Linked DNA regions of Mus musculus: region 1 is linked to region 2. A link is a contact called in public HiChIP or PLAC-seq data. All regions are on one chromosome and are shown on one strand. Each heading gives the region's core, a stretch centred on a gene start, on an enhancer-like site or on the middle of the called end of the contact. The rest is flanking DNA. Distances are from core to core; before and after follow the strand shown. Region 1 holds the start of Gm19765 (predicted gene, 19765). Region 2 holds the start of Arap1 (ArfGAP with RhoGAP domain, ankyrin repeat and PH domain 1).

Region 1 (7,369 bases), core at 3,386-5,885, 200 kb after region 2:
AGTCCAACTCTTGTTCTTGATCACTCTCTACTTTTGGAACTGCCTAAAAGAAAGCAAGCAGCCTGTTTCCCCTGCCACGAACTCAACCACTCCTTCCTCTGTGCCTGTGTCGCCTTGATGCATTGGTCTCTCAGCCAAAATAGATCTTCCTTCTCTTAATTTGCTCATCAGGTAGCTGGTCACAAGAAAAGTGACAAGTACAGAAAAATGTAGCTATTGCTATGATGAAACCTGACCACATGGTATTAAACAGCTAGCTCCTATGAAGTCTTCAGTCTGTTACCCAGGAGAGGGCTAGCCAGCACTATGGACCTCTGAGAGTCCTGACTTCTCACTGGGTTGGGGATGCCACATATTTATTCTTTGAGGTCATCCTTGATTTGTCCCATTGACTCCTCTATCACAGCATCAGTCAGTTGCCATGTTACTTTTTGAGACAGTCTCTTGCTGAACCTGCAGTTTACCTAGTTGGTCACCCAGCAAGTATCCAGGCTCCTTTTATTTTTTTTCTCCACACTCAGTTCTGGGATCACAGGCACACCCTGCCATGACTGGCTTTTTCCACAGATGCTGGGAGCCCAAACTCAGGTCTTCAGACTTGGGTGGCAAGTGCTTTGCCAACCGAACTACCCCCAGTGCCTATGTATTTTTATCTAAAAAAGTCTTCTTGGCTCAATGAGAGTATTGGCTAGTTTATAAGGTACATCGTATAAGTTTCTAATAGGAAAGGAGTAAGACATAAACGTATGTCCAATAAGCTCTATGGAATTCCAATAAGCTCAAAGGAATTCTTAGTATAAGTAGGTAGGTCATGAGGGGGGGTCAAGAAACATGTTGATTATAACATGGTTCAAAACTTTGACTTTGGGATTTTCTTAGAGAAAGGGGTCTAGTCTTTTGTAAGTTTAGTCAGTTGTGTTGAACTTCTTGGTTCTCAGCCAACATGAGACTTAAATCAGATCCAAGTGGTGGGCTCTTTTCCTGTGTCCCCTCTCCTTTAGTTCCACTGTCATCTTAGCCTACTTCAATAGAACTTGTCTTACGAAGTTGTGGTGGTTTGTGTAGGCATGGACCCCAGAAACTCATGTGTTTAAATGCTTGGCTCACAGGGAGTGGCCCTATTAGGTGTGGCCTTGTTGGAGGAAGTGTGTCACTGTGGGCACAGGCTTTATATATGCTCTAGTTATGCCCCGTGTGACTCATAGTCTCTTTCTGCTCCTGCAGATCAAGATGCAGAACTCTCAGCTCCTTCTCCAGCACCATGTCTGCCTGCATGCTGCCATGACGATAATGGACTAAACCTCTGAAACTGTAAGCCAGCCCCAATGAAATGTTTTTATTTATATGTGTTGCCATGGTTGCTGGGTGGGGGTGATGCATGCCTTTAATCCCAGCACTTGGGAGGCAGAGGTAGGCAGATCTCTCTGTAAGTTTAGCCAAAGCTACACAAAGAAACCCTGTCTTATAATAATAATAATAATAATAATAATAATAATAATAATAATAAAAAAAGAGTTGCCATGGTCATGTTGTCTCCTCACAGCAATAAAACTCTAACTAAGACAGAAGTTATGAAAAAAATTTCATTGACTTTTTATTCATGTACTTGTTTATGGGTGTGTGTGTGCAGGTACAGGCACAGTGACATGTGTGTGGAGGTCAGAGGGCAACCTGGAGGCAGTGTTCTCCCTCCACCATGTGAGTCCTTCAGATGTAACTGATGAGAGTTAGTTAGTTAACTGGCAGATGCTGCACTATATTGGTAGCCCTATCTTGAGAATGAAATCTGTAAGGTCTTTGTCACAGTGAGTGCCCGATATACGGTTAGTAACCAGTTCACTTTAACTGTTCATATTTGCTATAGTTTGAGGGTGAAAGCTTGAATATTTAGGTCCCAGGTGGCAGCATTATTTGGGGAAGATGTAGGGAACTTTTGGAACCCAAGGTTTGCATGGCTTACCAAGAGTTATAGCTTGGCCTTGCTTCAGGCACAAGCTCTCTGCTTCCCGATCTGTGCCCCAGATAAATTTTGTGCTATAGACATCTACTGCCACAAACTGAACCACCTCCCTTTTTTTTTTTTTTTCTTTAGGCTTAGTGAACCAGAGAGTTTATTGGGGCTACTTATAGAAACACAAATACTCAAGGCAGTTGCTTCTCCAAAAAGCCCTTCTGAGCATGGGCAAGACTTTATGAAACTGAATTCCTCAAGCCCCCTGCTGGTTTCAAGATTGCTGGACCAGTGCAGTCTCCCTCCCACAGTCATTGTTACTGATTATACAGACTTTGGGGGGAACCTTGTGAATCGTGTAACTTTCCGGAACTCCCTGTGATTTCTTAGTTCCTTCTTGAGCCATGCATTTTTTCCCTTTTTAATTTATTCTTCTCTCATATATTACAGCCCAACACAGTTCCCTTCTCTCCCCCCCCCCGTCAACTCCCCCCAGTTTGCCCCCACTTCCCCTTCCCCCCAGATCTACATCCTCTCTCCACCTCCTCTCAGAAAAGAACAGGTCTTCCAGGGACATCAACAAAATACAGCAAATTCTTTCATATAAGGGGAGACAGGGCAACCCAGTAGAAGGAAAAGGGTCCCAAAAGCTGGCAAATGAGTCAGAGACAGCCCCTGTCCTGACTGTTGGGAATCCTATAAGATCACCAAGCTACACAACCATAAGATATACACACACCAGGGAACCTAGGTCAGACCCCTACCGGCTTCCCGATCTCTGTGAGCTCACTTAGTCCCAGTCAGTTGATCCTGTAGGCCATGTTCTTGTAGTGACCCTGACCCCTCTGACTCCTCCCCTTCCTCTTCAGGACTCCCCAAGCTCTGCCTAATATTTAGCTGTGGGTCTTTGCATCTGCAGTCCTCTAGATGGAATCTTTGTTTTGTTTTTAAGACAGGATCCCTTTATGTAGCCCTGGCTGTCCTGGATTTCTCTGTGTAGATGAGGCTGATCTCAAACTCAGAGATTTGTCTGCACCTACCGCCATAGCTCTGGGATCAAAGGTCTGTGCCACTATGCCTGGCAACTAATGAACTCTTCATGCCCTGAACATTGAGCCAAAATAAATCCTTTCTCCCTTAAGTTGCTCCCGTTGATTATCTGATCACAGCAGTAAGAAAACTAATTAACACAACATTGTTATAATTGTGCTGGTTTTGTTTCTCTTTGACTGTGCTTTTCGTGGTCTCAAGAAATATTTCTCAATGAATCAGGTTTGTTGTAAGTGACCTCCCTTTCTTGCCCTTGCAGACATCTTGAAGGCATTTTTTGAAGCTCGAGATAGCTGGGTGACTTGCTTTGATCACTGAACTGTGTCTGAAGAGGATAATATCATTATGAACAGTGATAAAGGAAGACCCAGGGATCCAGTCACACGTTCGTATATTGTCCCCTTATCTTGCCTCAGAAACTGTGGGAGAATGGTTGTGTTGGTGTCCCAAGCATCCTGCATTCCAGGAGGGACTATGAACAGAGCCCTGGGTGGGTGGTCTGAATTAGGCATGGAGATGAAATAAGCCTCTCCTGACCCCCCCCCCCTTGCTCTGATGATAAATATTTTTCTACATTTTAGTAATAATTTCAGAAGTTAATTTTTTACATTTAAACCTTTAATTTTTCAGGTAACTTTAAAAAAAGATTTATTTATTTTATGAATGTGAATACACTGTCTTTAGATATACCAGAAAAAGGCATCAGATCCCATTACAGATGGTTGAGAGCCTTTGTGTGGTTGCTGGGAATTAAACTCAGAGCTTTGGAAGAACAGACAGTGCTCTTAACCACTGAGGCACCTTTCCAGCCCGTTTTCAGGAGGACTCTTATGTATGGTGTCTTGAAAAACAGAGAGAGGGGAGGGGAGGGAGAGGGGGAAAGGGAGAGAGCAGGTTTAGCTTAGAGATCAAATTGGCCTTTTAGTATCTACTCCAGAGCCAGGCAACATCTTGTTCCACAAAACAGAAGGAGTCCGCTATCCTGCTGAGCAGTGGGAACTGGTTTCAGAGGCAAGAAAGAACTGGTCAGCTGGGGCCTGGCATAGGAGTCTTGTTCCAAGCAGTGGTTTACCATGAATGTTACTTAACAGGCTCGTGTAAGGATCTGAGAGCCAGTTGCCTTCATTCCATTTATTGAATCTACTTTCCTACCCTGAGTTTTAAAGGCCACCCCTGTGATCCACTTCCTGTCTGTGCCTGAGTGGTTCAGTTTTTTTTGACTCTATCGACAATGTTTTGTTTTGCTGGGTTTTTTGGGGTTTTGTTTTGCTGGGGTTTTTTGGTGTGTGCTTGTTTGTTTTGTTGCTGTTGTTGTAATGTTGTTGTTTTAAGGCAGGTTTCATTATGTATCTCTGGCTCCCTGGAAACTTGCTACATAGACCAGGCTGGCCTTAAAGTCATAAGATTCTTTTGCCTCGTCTCCTGGGTGCTGGGACTAAAGGCGAGCACCACTGCAACCAGATCACCTTGTTTCATCTTGCACAATTCAAACATTGGCTGTTGCTTACTGGCAAACAAGACAGGACTATCTTCATGCATGGAGAGTGGGGAAGGGGGAGTAAGGGAATCTTTGTTCACGTGAGCTGAACCCACCCTTGGTAAATACAGGGCACAGACTTCCTGACCCATATATGCCTCAAAATGTGCCTGTCTGGGAGGTGAGCTGGTTCAGCGGTTAAAATGCTTCCTGTGTATGCTGAGAACCTGAGTTTGATTCCTGGAACGTTCATAAGGGTGGAAGGAGAGAGCTGATGCCCTGAGTTATCTTCTGACCCTGTTATGGGGTCTGCTTAGATCCAACAGAACTCAAACACCAGGCTGAGGCAGATGACAAAAACTCATTGTAATCAAGCTGCTAAGGCTAGATCAGGGCTGCAGAACAGACTCAGGAGCTGAACTCCAACCCTGAAGGGAAGTCAGACAGCATATTTAAAGAATGAAATCATAAATTGAGGGACTGTGTGGTGGACTGTAGCATTCTCCAACCATATTTTGACATAAGGGAGTTTCCACTTATGTCAGGATAGGAGTTGGTTTCTGGGCCTGGGAATATGAACTTAGTTTGACCCTGCCAGCAAAACAGAGAAGTTGCCCCTGAGATAGCTGAACTCAGACAACTGTCACTTTACAACAGACTTCAGCTATTGGGAAGTCCCCAGTTTCCCTAGGGCTGGGGCCTTGAACTTAGTTTCCCCCTATGATTAAGTGGAGTCGGAAAACAAAATGGCAGCACTTAGAACAAGTCTCTTTGTTTGCTCCCAACAATCCCTTCCCACATTCTGAGGCATTAGCACACCCACATCATGCACATACAGAAATAATACAATTTTAAAAATTTAATGACCTTAGCCAGGGGGTGGTGGTACATGCCATTAATCCCAGCATTCAGCAGGCAGAGGCAGGCATATCTCTGTGAATTTGAGGCTAGCCTATTCTACAAAGAAATTTCTACTACAGGCAGGTGTGTTACACAGAGGAACCCTGACTCAAAAAATTAATTTGCTTAATTATGTCTTTAGAGACAATCAAGGTTATTCAAGTAAACTGACAGGGCTCAGTAGCTGGTTGTATTTCTAATGGGGTAGAGTAGGGAGTAGATTTTAACTGGATCAAAACTGATGTTTATGGCCCATGGAACTTGTCCTGCAAGAGCGTCTGTGAGAAATGTGGAATATGAACTTTCTCAGCTGCAGAAGTGTGGGAATCAGATTTCATACTTTAGAAGAGCTTCTCAGACAAATAATAAAATTTATAGAAATATCTAGTTATAAAGCAAGCTGTGATTATAAATTTTTATTTCCCTAGATTATAAAATTCACCACGAATTGCATACTTTAAATCTCTTACTGCTGACGAGGCAGATAAACATTGCTTTTTGATCATAGCAAAGTGTGGAAAGAGTCGTAATTTGAAGTCAAAGTGCAAAGTTTCAAGACAGACCCAGAAGATACCTTGGATGCTTATAGATGTCATGAATGCTAAAGCAGACCTCCCCTCAAAGAACCCCACCCTTCCCCCTTCCACAGTTCTTAAACAACCAATCAGGGCTTGCCCCCTTGGCCTCCCTTTAACACTCACACCCACAAACTGCACACAGGAGAGGGCTACAGCTCAGCAAGAGTAAGCTGCTGGACCAGAAGACCGAGGAGAACCACAAGGAACAGGGATACACAGCTCTCTCTGGATCCTGAAGAAGGAAGGAGAAAGAGAGTGTTCAGTGTGGGATCTCTCAGGACATGAATTTCTCCCTTAAACATCCCGAATTTTATATATAGCTCAAAACCTAAGACAGTAGGCTCTAGAGGGATAGGGTGCCTGGTTATACTCTTCCAGCACACTCAGTACTGTTGATAAAGTACTCAGATTCCAGGAGAGTGAGCTAATGGATGGATTGCCACCATGTCCCAGGTTCTGTGCTCTAAGATACTGTCTAGAATGATGATGAAGAAGAAGAAGAAGAAGAAGAAGAAGAAGAAGAAGAAGAAGAAGAAGAAGAAGAAGAAGAAGAAGAAGAAGAAGAAGAAGATGATGATGATGATGATGATAGAAAGCCTACATGGCTTTGCCTTCTTCACCTAAGAAGAGGATTCTAGGTATAAAACTTCTGAAGATCTACTGTTGAAGCATCATGTATTCTATACTAGCTGGTGTGATCTAGAGCTTATCTGTGGCTTTCAAGCCTTCCTGGACTGGACATGGGCCATTTGCTCCAGAAGGGCAGCATCTTTCTTGGTGGACTCTGTACCTGGGTAGATATCATGGTTTCCCTGGGACTGATTCAAAATCAAAAGGTCTCTATGCAAGCACATAAAATCCCTGTGATAATTCCCCCTAGTTTCACTTCTGCCTCCAAAGACTTCTCATGTTTGCAGAAACCCTTCAGAGTGTTAGGGCTACTTAGACCAAAGACTACTCTGTGCACACTCCTCAAACTGTAACTCATTTCAAGTTGGCTCCTTGGGCTTTCAGTCAAACTTAACATCCTAGACAACATTAGGTGGAGCCAGGATGTAAGTCAGACAATCCCCAGATCCTGAGTGGTGGGTGATAGGAGACAAGGTCCCTAGATTGTAAGCAAGAGATTTTTCTGTAAGTATTGAGTTCCTCATCAATATGAATTAGAATCAAATACCTGAGATGTGAACAGTGTCCTTCATATTTAAAATCAAACAGCATTTGTTAAACGATATATACATATCAAGTAATATATCTTGAATGAATTTCTTTTAATTCTCATGGCAATACTACTAGAATATTTGTTATTTGGGTCTTTAATACTGAAATGGAAAAAAAACAGGGGCACAGATACCTAGTAACTTGCCAAGAGTCTCACAGAACTAGTGGTGTTTGAACCAGAGAACCTCTGAG
Region 2 (6,411 bases), core at 2,010-4,509:
TAAAATGTCACTGTGACTCTGTTGCCCTCTGAGTCCAGCCAGAGCCCCTGCCCAGGGCGGGGAAGGGGGATCTCTAGCCCCCTCATGCCCTTCCACTTCTTACCTCCATGTCCCTCCAGCCTTTATCCTCAGCTAGCTCCCTGAACCTCTGCTTCTTACTCAGTGCTCCCGGAGTCCCTGACTCCCAGAGTGAGAGCCTGCTGCCTGTTTCAGGGCCCATCCCCCTCCAGCAGAACACCAGTCTGTGTTGAAATGTCACACACTGAATTCCTGTTGTGAGTGTCCAGACAGGTGCAGGGTGGGTGTCACAGAATGTGGAGTGAGTTGGTGACTGAACACGTAAAGACAGGATTGTCATTGACAGGGATACCCCGCAGCCTAGGTCAGGGTTCCCTGCTCTTTATGAGTGTTCTGTGTGTACAGAGCAGGAACTTGGAGGGAGACAGGTGGAGAGCTGGCCTATGGATTCCAGGGCGGGCTAGACTAGAGTGCTGAGCCTAAGATGTCTTAGGAGGCTCAGCAGGACAGACAGGAGAGAGGCTGAGCCTCAGGGACAGACCTAGGCTATTAGTGTGAGGAGAAGGAGGTGACAGGCTGGAGCTTGGTAGGTCAGAATGTCACACCACAGGTCACTTGTGGTTACCTAGGGCCGTGTGGTTTTCTTCTCTGAACTGGAGCTCAGCAGACAGACAGTGGGGCCAGAGATGAGCTTGGGGGATCTGAGAAGGAATGCCAAGGGGGTGGCCTCCCCACAAACTCTGAAGAGGGAGGGGGGCTGGCAGTGGGTGGGGCTGGGTGCCTAAGGGCTTCTCCCTGCCCCCACAGGCTCCTTACCCAAGTGGGTGGTGAATAAGTCATCTCAGTTCCTGGCCCCCAAGGTAAGTGGCTGTGTGCTCTGGGACATGGGGGAGGGGGTAGCACTGAGGAGTAGGGCAGGGGCAGAGTCAACACTGGGTGATGGCTGATGAACCAGGTCTACCCATGGCCGTAGTTGGGACACTGGGGACTACTGTACACCGCAGGAGGGCTCTGGAGGGGTGTGGCCCTCCAGGCACCCCTAACAATGTTCGAATGGTCTACAGGCCATGAAGAAGATGTACAAGGCCTGCATCAAGTACCCCGAGTGGAAGCAGAAACACCAGCCTCATTTCAAGCCATGGCTGCACCCGGAGCAGAGCCCATTGCCCAGCCTGGCGCTGTCAGAGTTGTCGGTGCAACATGCAGACTCACTGGAGAACATCGATGAGAGTGCAGTGACAGAGAGCCGCGAGGAGCGGGCAGGCGGTGCGGGAGGAGAGGGCAGCGACGATGACACCTCGCTCACCTGAGTGACCGGCTCTCTGCAAGGACCAAGACCAGACTGGGGTGGAACCCTGGGGCACTGAGCCTTCTGCACTTCCTCCCTTCCCCCACCTGCCTTCTGGGGGGGCACTGGGCTCCTGCCCAGGTGGCTGCGGCATGGCTGGACATGGCCCCAATAAATGAACCACACAGCCCCAGCCAGCTCTTTGTGCCTGCTTCTCATCTGCTCAGCCCCACGCTGCTCTGTTCTACAGTTATTTTCCTTAATACTCTTATTGTTCACAGGACTGCTGTCCCTATAGGCGTCTTGTAACGTAGGGTGGAGCTTGTTGCCCCCTCCTTTCCTGTGGTTCCTTTCTTTTCGTTCATTTGCACATTCATTTTTCTGGTCACAAAGGTGGTTTGCTCATTTTTTCAGGGCTCTTAAGAGGAGCTGGTCTAACCTGAGGTCAGGCTTCTACTGTGTGATGGACTTCTGGTCCAAGCTAGCTTTAAACAGTTGATCTGGCATACTCTGACTGGCTCCTGTCATCACAGAAAGAAGGGGAGGGACTCACAGGTCAAAGACTAGGGCTGAAGGCCTCAGAACTGAGTTGAGGCAGTGTGAACTGGAGGAGAGAGAGAGGTGGGTACTGGAGGAGGGAGGGGGGTATGGACTGGAAGAGGGAGAGGTGTGGGTACTGGAGGAGGGGGAGGTGTGGGTACTGGAGGAGGGAGGGGGTGGGTACTGGAGGAGGGGGAGGGGTGTGTACTGGAGGAGGGAGAGGTGTGGGTACTGGAGGAGGGGGAGGGGTGGGTACTGGAGGAGGGGGAGGGGTGGGTACTGGTGAAGACACTTCCACTGCACTTAGTGTTAAAGACCTTAGGCTGGTCACAGGAATCGTGAGGTCCCCTGACCAAGTGTCAACCCTCACTTATGCCTAGCTGCTCTGAGATCTAGAGGGAAGCCTGGGCTGCCTCTGCTGTCCAAGGGATGCCGAGTCCCAGAGTTAGTCTTAGGCCCTGCTTTTCTCTGGTATTTTTGGCACCACAAGAACTTGGGGTCTGGAAAGAACTCAAGATCTGACCCTATTCACCTCTCCTGGAAAGCCCTGCCAGTGGAAAACCTTACTGGGCTAACAGTCAAGTGTTTCCCAGAGAACAGTTTCTGTGGAGAGGCCTGGACAGGACCCTGTCACCTGGAACATCCAGCCCTAGGTCTGCCCATAATGGCTTTGAGAACACCCTGAGAATGTCAGACTCTCATTTCCTAACCTATAACCTAGGGTGATAATTTTTACCCTTATGCAAGTGTGAGTTTTTTTTTTTTTTTAATTAATCAGAACAAATTGTTCACCACTGGACCAGGCATGTAATAGGCTCTGATTAAAGGGCATCTTCCTCCTTTCAGGGCAAAAGCCCCTTGACCCACCCTGCTGATGACTGTTCTTCCAAATATGCCCACTGTTCCTATGGAAAAATGGAAGCCCAGCTAAATTAAGGCCCCTGGTTTGGCTGGTCCCAGAGGCTAGCCTCAGGATCCAGAAATACCTGCCAAGTCTAGGGATTTCATCTCTCTGGGGAGGAGGTGAGAAGCTGCCAGACTCTGGTGGGCCTTTCCCAGCGCCTTCTGCAGGGAGATGCAGTCCTGGGGACAGAAGCAGAGTACTAAGAATGGTGCACAGGACTCCCAGGGAAGGTGGTTGTCCCGCCTCCAATGGTTGTGTGTGTGTCCTCTCCCAGAGGATAGACTCACCAGAACAGGGGTGTCGAGGCATGGAGACTCAAGGATCCGTGGAGTCTCAGCAGGGACAGGATAGACTAGACATGAGCCTCAAAGCCTTAGCAAGCTAAGGATAAAGGAGAGACACAAACCCGGCGGTCCGGTCTGCCTAGGGTATTGAAGATCCGGACTAGGCTGGGGGCGGGACCGGCCGGCTCCCTGCCCGTTCCCCGCCCTCACGTCCCCCGGTGTCACGTGGGGCGGGCGGAAGCGCCGAGCGAGGTGGGCGCGCCCGGACCGCTGCCGCGAGTTGGCTGCGGCCGCGTGTGACAGACGGTACCGGGACCCCGAGTCCCACCTCGTGGAGTTCTCTTCGCTCAAAACAGGTCAGTGAGGTTGCTGGGACCTCCCAATCGCCAGTTGTGGCTTGCACTGCCCCCATTCCTCAGAAGGGAATGGTGAGCCCCCCACCCCCACCCGCTCAATTTTCCCGGGGTCATCTGGTGCGCGCTCTTGCCTGGGGATGAAGTGAAGTGGGGTCGCCTCTGGAGGTGAAGTCATCTAGCCAGACTCGTAGGGACAGAGAAAGTGAGCTGGTGGACACCAGCTTTCAGCCGTCAGCTCTTCTGCTTTAGGGCTTGCAGGCTCCGGAGCCAGTAGCGTCAGGCAGCTTGGCTTTCCCACTTGAGAAATGAAGACTTCTACCTAGTCTACCCCGGACATTCTTACAGCCTCGCAAAGCTTTAGGACTTTAGCCGTGGACCTGAGGCTTTGGTACAGCCTCGCAAAGCTTTAGGACTTTAGCCCTGGACCTGAGGTGTTGGTAACCTTGGGCAAGCTACTTCCGTCCTCCGCACCTCAATTCCCCACCAGTTAATGGGGGCATGGTTTCTCTAGAGCTTACCTGGCCCAGTTGCCAGGAAAGAAGGGGTGTGTTCGTTGAATGGGGTCAGGCTGGGAATGGGTGGATGGGCTTAGAGCAGGTTTGCAGTGCAGCGGGGGATGGGGGCTTTTGGGGAGGAGGCGGGTAGGTGTTTGGACACAGATCTCCGTGGGTAGATTTGGGTGCTGGGTGATTAGGAGCCAGGTTGTCTGACTTATGTTTCTCTAAATTCAGTGTCTTAGGGAAAGCTTCCCTAATGCCTAGACTGGGGGTTCGGGATTCAGGGTTAGACTTGGGGATGCTCAGGTAAGGATTTGACTACTGTTGGGTCCAGGGGACCCTGATAACCTGTACTTGGAAAGTTGTGACTGTCCTGCTAAGGGAAGCCTAGGCTCCTAGCAGCGTCATTATAGGGTAGAAGAAATTCAGCAGAACCCAGAGACAGGCGTGGACAGGTGCAGACCTGGGGAGGAGAGGATGCCTGGATGAGCCTTGGTAGTTAAGTGGCTGTTTGCTAAGACTGGCTGCAAGGTGAGGGCAGAGCTTGTGCCGCACAGCAGGGATACTGATAACCTTCCGGAGGAGAGGCAAGGGATGTGGGTGTGGCTGTAAGGGGTGGCAAGGGAGGATGTGCAGAGAACCCATCCTTGGGATTTATACCTGGCTAAAGTTTATTTAGACCCCGGCCTGGGGACCCTGCTCCCCAGTGACCGTTTGCTCACTGGAATAGGGTACAAGTGAGATGTCCCAGGCAGGCTACTGCTGGCTGTGAGGAGGTGATGGCCCCGACGCCCCAGGTTTCATTTGGACGTTCAGGCCTCCTTATTTGGTCCCCACCATGCAGAGGAGAGTCAGTTTCTGGGCAAAGGTGTTCCCCACCAAGTTTCCTCCTCATCCAAGTCCCCGTGTTCTGTGAGACTTCAGGGTTCAGATGTGGGCTGCAAGTTGCAGTGCCTTCCAGCCTGGTTGTCAGTTCCGGGTAATGGCAAGGCTCAGGGCAGGTTTCTATGGACGTCTATGAAGATGGGGTATGGGCATCTGGAGTTCTAGCACTGCTACCAAGCCCTGTCTGACTTTGCCACACTCCGTCCTTTTCAGAGTCCCCTTTCCACATCCGAGGGTGGGATGATTAGCCTGCCATTGTGTTCCAAGGACAGACCAAGAGTCAGGCCAGTGTGAATCCTGCCCAGAGTCAGAGTGAAGGAAAGGGGAGCCGGAGAGCCTAGCACTGGCTAGTGGTGATCCAGGCCTAGGACCTCTGTCTCTAATATTCTCTAGGGCTTCTCCCTCCCCACTCCACTCTCTTGGCTGAGCTCAAAGCCAGCCGCCAATGCCCAAACAAGTGGCCTCTGTTCCTAGGGGAGGGGGAGGGGAGGCAGGCCCTGGGCTCTGGGCCTGCCTGTCCAGCACTGACCCTGCCTCCCCCTTTTGCTGTGGGTCTTAACTCTTGGAAGCCTGAACTGGGTACTGGACTGTTTGAGGGCTGGTACCTCTTGTCCTACAGCTGCCCTGTCCACCTTGCTTCAGATCTCTGGGCTCTCACTCTTTCAGAGGGGACTGATAGGATGTCCTTCTCAGAGGAGCATGTACATGGTATATGGATGACAGTCAGCCTCTCTCAACTCCTTTCAAGTCCATCAGGCCAGACTTAGTCCCTCCACAGACAGCACGAGGATGTTGTGTTTTAGAGAAAGGTTCTGTGCTCAGAATGACAACCCGATGTCTGATAGTAAAGATAGAAAGTTCCCTTCAATGCATAGTTTTCACAGAGCTCACATTTTACACCAGGACCCCTCCCGCCAGTTCTGACAGAGTACATAGCTTCATGTCCACCTATCCCTCCCCCAAGCCAGACCCCCCAGACCTGTCCATTCCAACTGGGGCTCCCTGGGGACAGCAGTCCCTGCCCAAGGAAGCAAATGTCCCCTAAATGACAGAAATCAGGAGTGGTGAGGGGCCACAGCTCAGGGCTCAGTGCCCACAGCTTTCCTGTGGAATATCTCCCTGCCCCTCTCATTTTTTGGGTTACAGATCAGAAAGAAAAGCCTGTTCTATAAGATTTCTGAGTCAGGTGTGGTGGCCTGTGCCTTTCATCCTAACACTCAGGCAGCAGAGGCAGGTAGATCTCTGAGTTCAAGGCCAGCTTGACCTATAGAGTGAATTTAAGAAAGGCCAGGATTACACGGAGAAATCTTGTCTAGAAAAGCTAAGAAAGTGGAAAAAAAAAGTTCAGCCCTAGATCACTGGGAAAGAGTGACTGGGAGAGACGTGGAGTTAAGTGACAACTTCGATAACAATATTTTGTTCAGTATAATAAGTACTATCTGAGTATAGTCAAAACAGCAATAGAAGCTGCTCTTTCTTGGCCATTCCCATTTTATAGGTGAACAAAGTGAGGCCAAGAGGCAAAGTGATTTTCTAGGAACCAGACATTTCTTTTCTTTTCTTTCTTTTTCTTTCTTTTTTTTTTTTTTTGTTGTTGTTGTTGTTTTCGAGACAGGGTTTCTCTGTATAGCCCTGGCTG

The links. HiChIP or PLAC-seq counts read pairs in DNA pulled down with a chosen protein or histone mark.
Region 1: an H3K27ac HiChIP or PLAC-seq map of microglia shows a contact between it and region 2, with 7 times the contacts expected there. The contact joins the enhancer-like site here to the promoter of Arap1 in region 2. A contact is called at or near these places in 3 of 115 datasets of contacts at active chromatin or transcription factors (the SCID.adh cell line, bone marrow-derived macrophages and microglia) and 3 of 9 other capture datasets (adipose tissue, macrophages and pancreatic islet).

What each region holds. Positions count from the first base shown.
Region 1 is chr7:101,546,671-101,554,039 of GRCm38.p6, forward strand. It overlaps Gm19765 (predicted gene, 19765), which reads left to right and starts at 1,202. Exons shown (of 3, transcript NR_166075.1): 1 at 1,202-1,311; 2 at 3,261-3,386. It also overlaps the pseudogene Art2a. Within about 2 kb of position 4,636, at least 59 of the 459 cell types and tissues checked have an H3K27ac peak or open chromatin away from gene starts, as enhancers often do. A contact at or near this core is called in the SCID.adh cell line, adipose tissue, bone marrow-derived macrophages and 1 more, where this site is marked.
Region 2 is chr7:101,344,810-101,351,220 of GRCm38.p6, forward strand. Arap1 (ArfGAP with RhoGAP domain, ankyrin repeat and PH domain 1) reads left to right here and starts at 3,260. Exons shown (of 34, transcript NM_001040111.1): 1 at 3,260-3,390. Gm35219 (a long non-coding RNA gene) reads right to left here. Exons shown (of 5, transcript XR_003946844.1): 3 at 3,038-6,411; 4 at 2,833-2,929; 5 at 2,112-2,751. It overlaps Stard10 (START domain containing 10), which reads left to right. Exons shown (of 7, transcript NM_019990.5): 6 at 826-878; 7 at 1,083-1,817. The coding sequence ends at 1,328.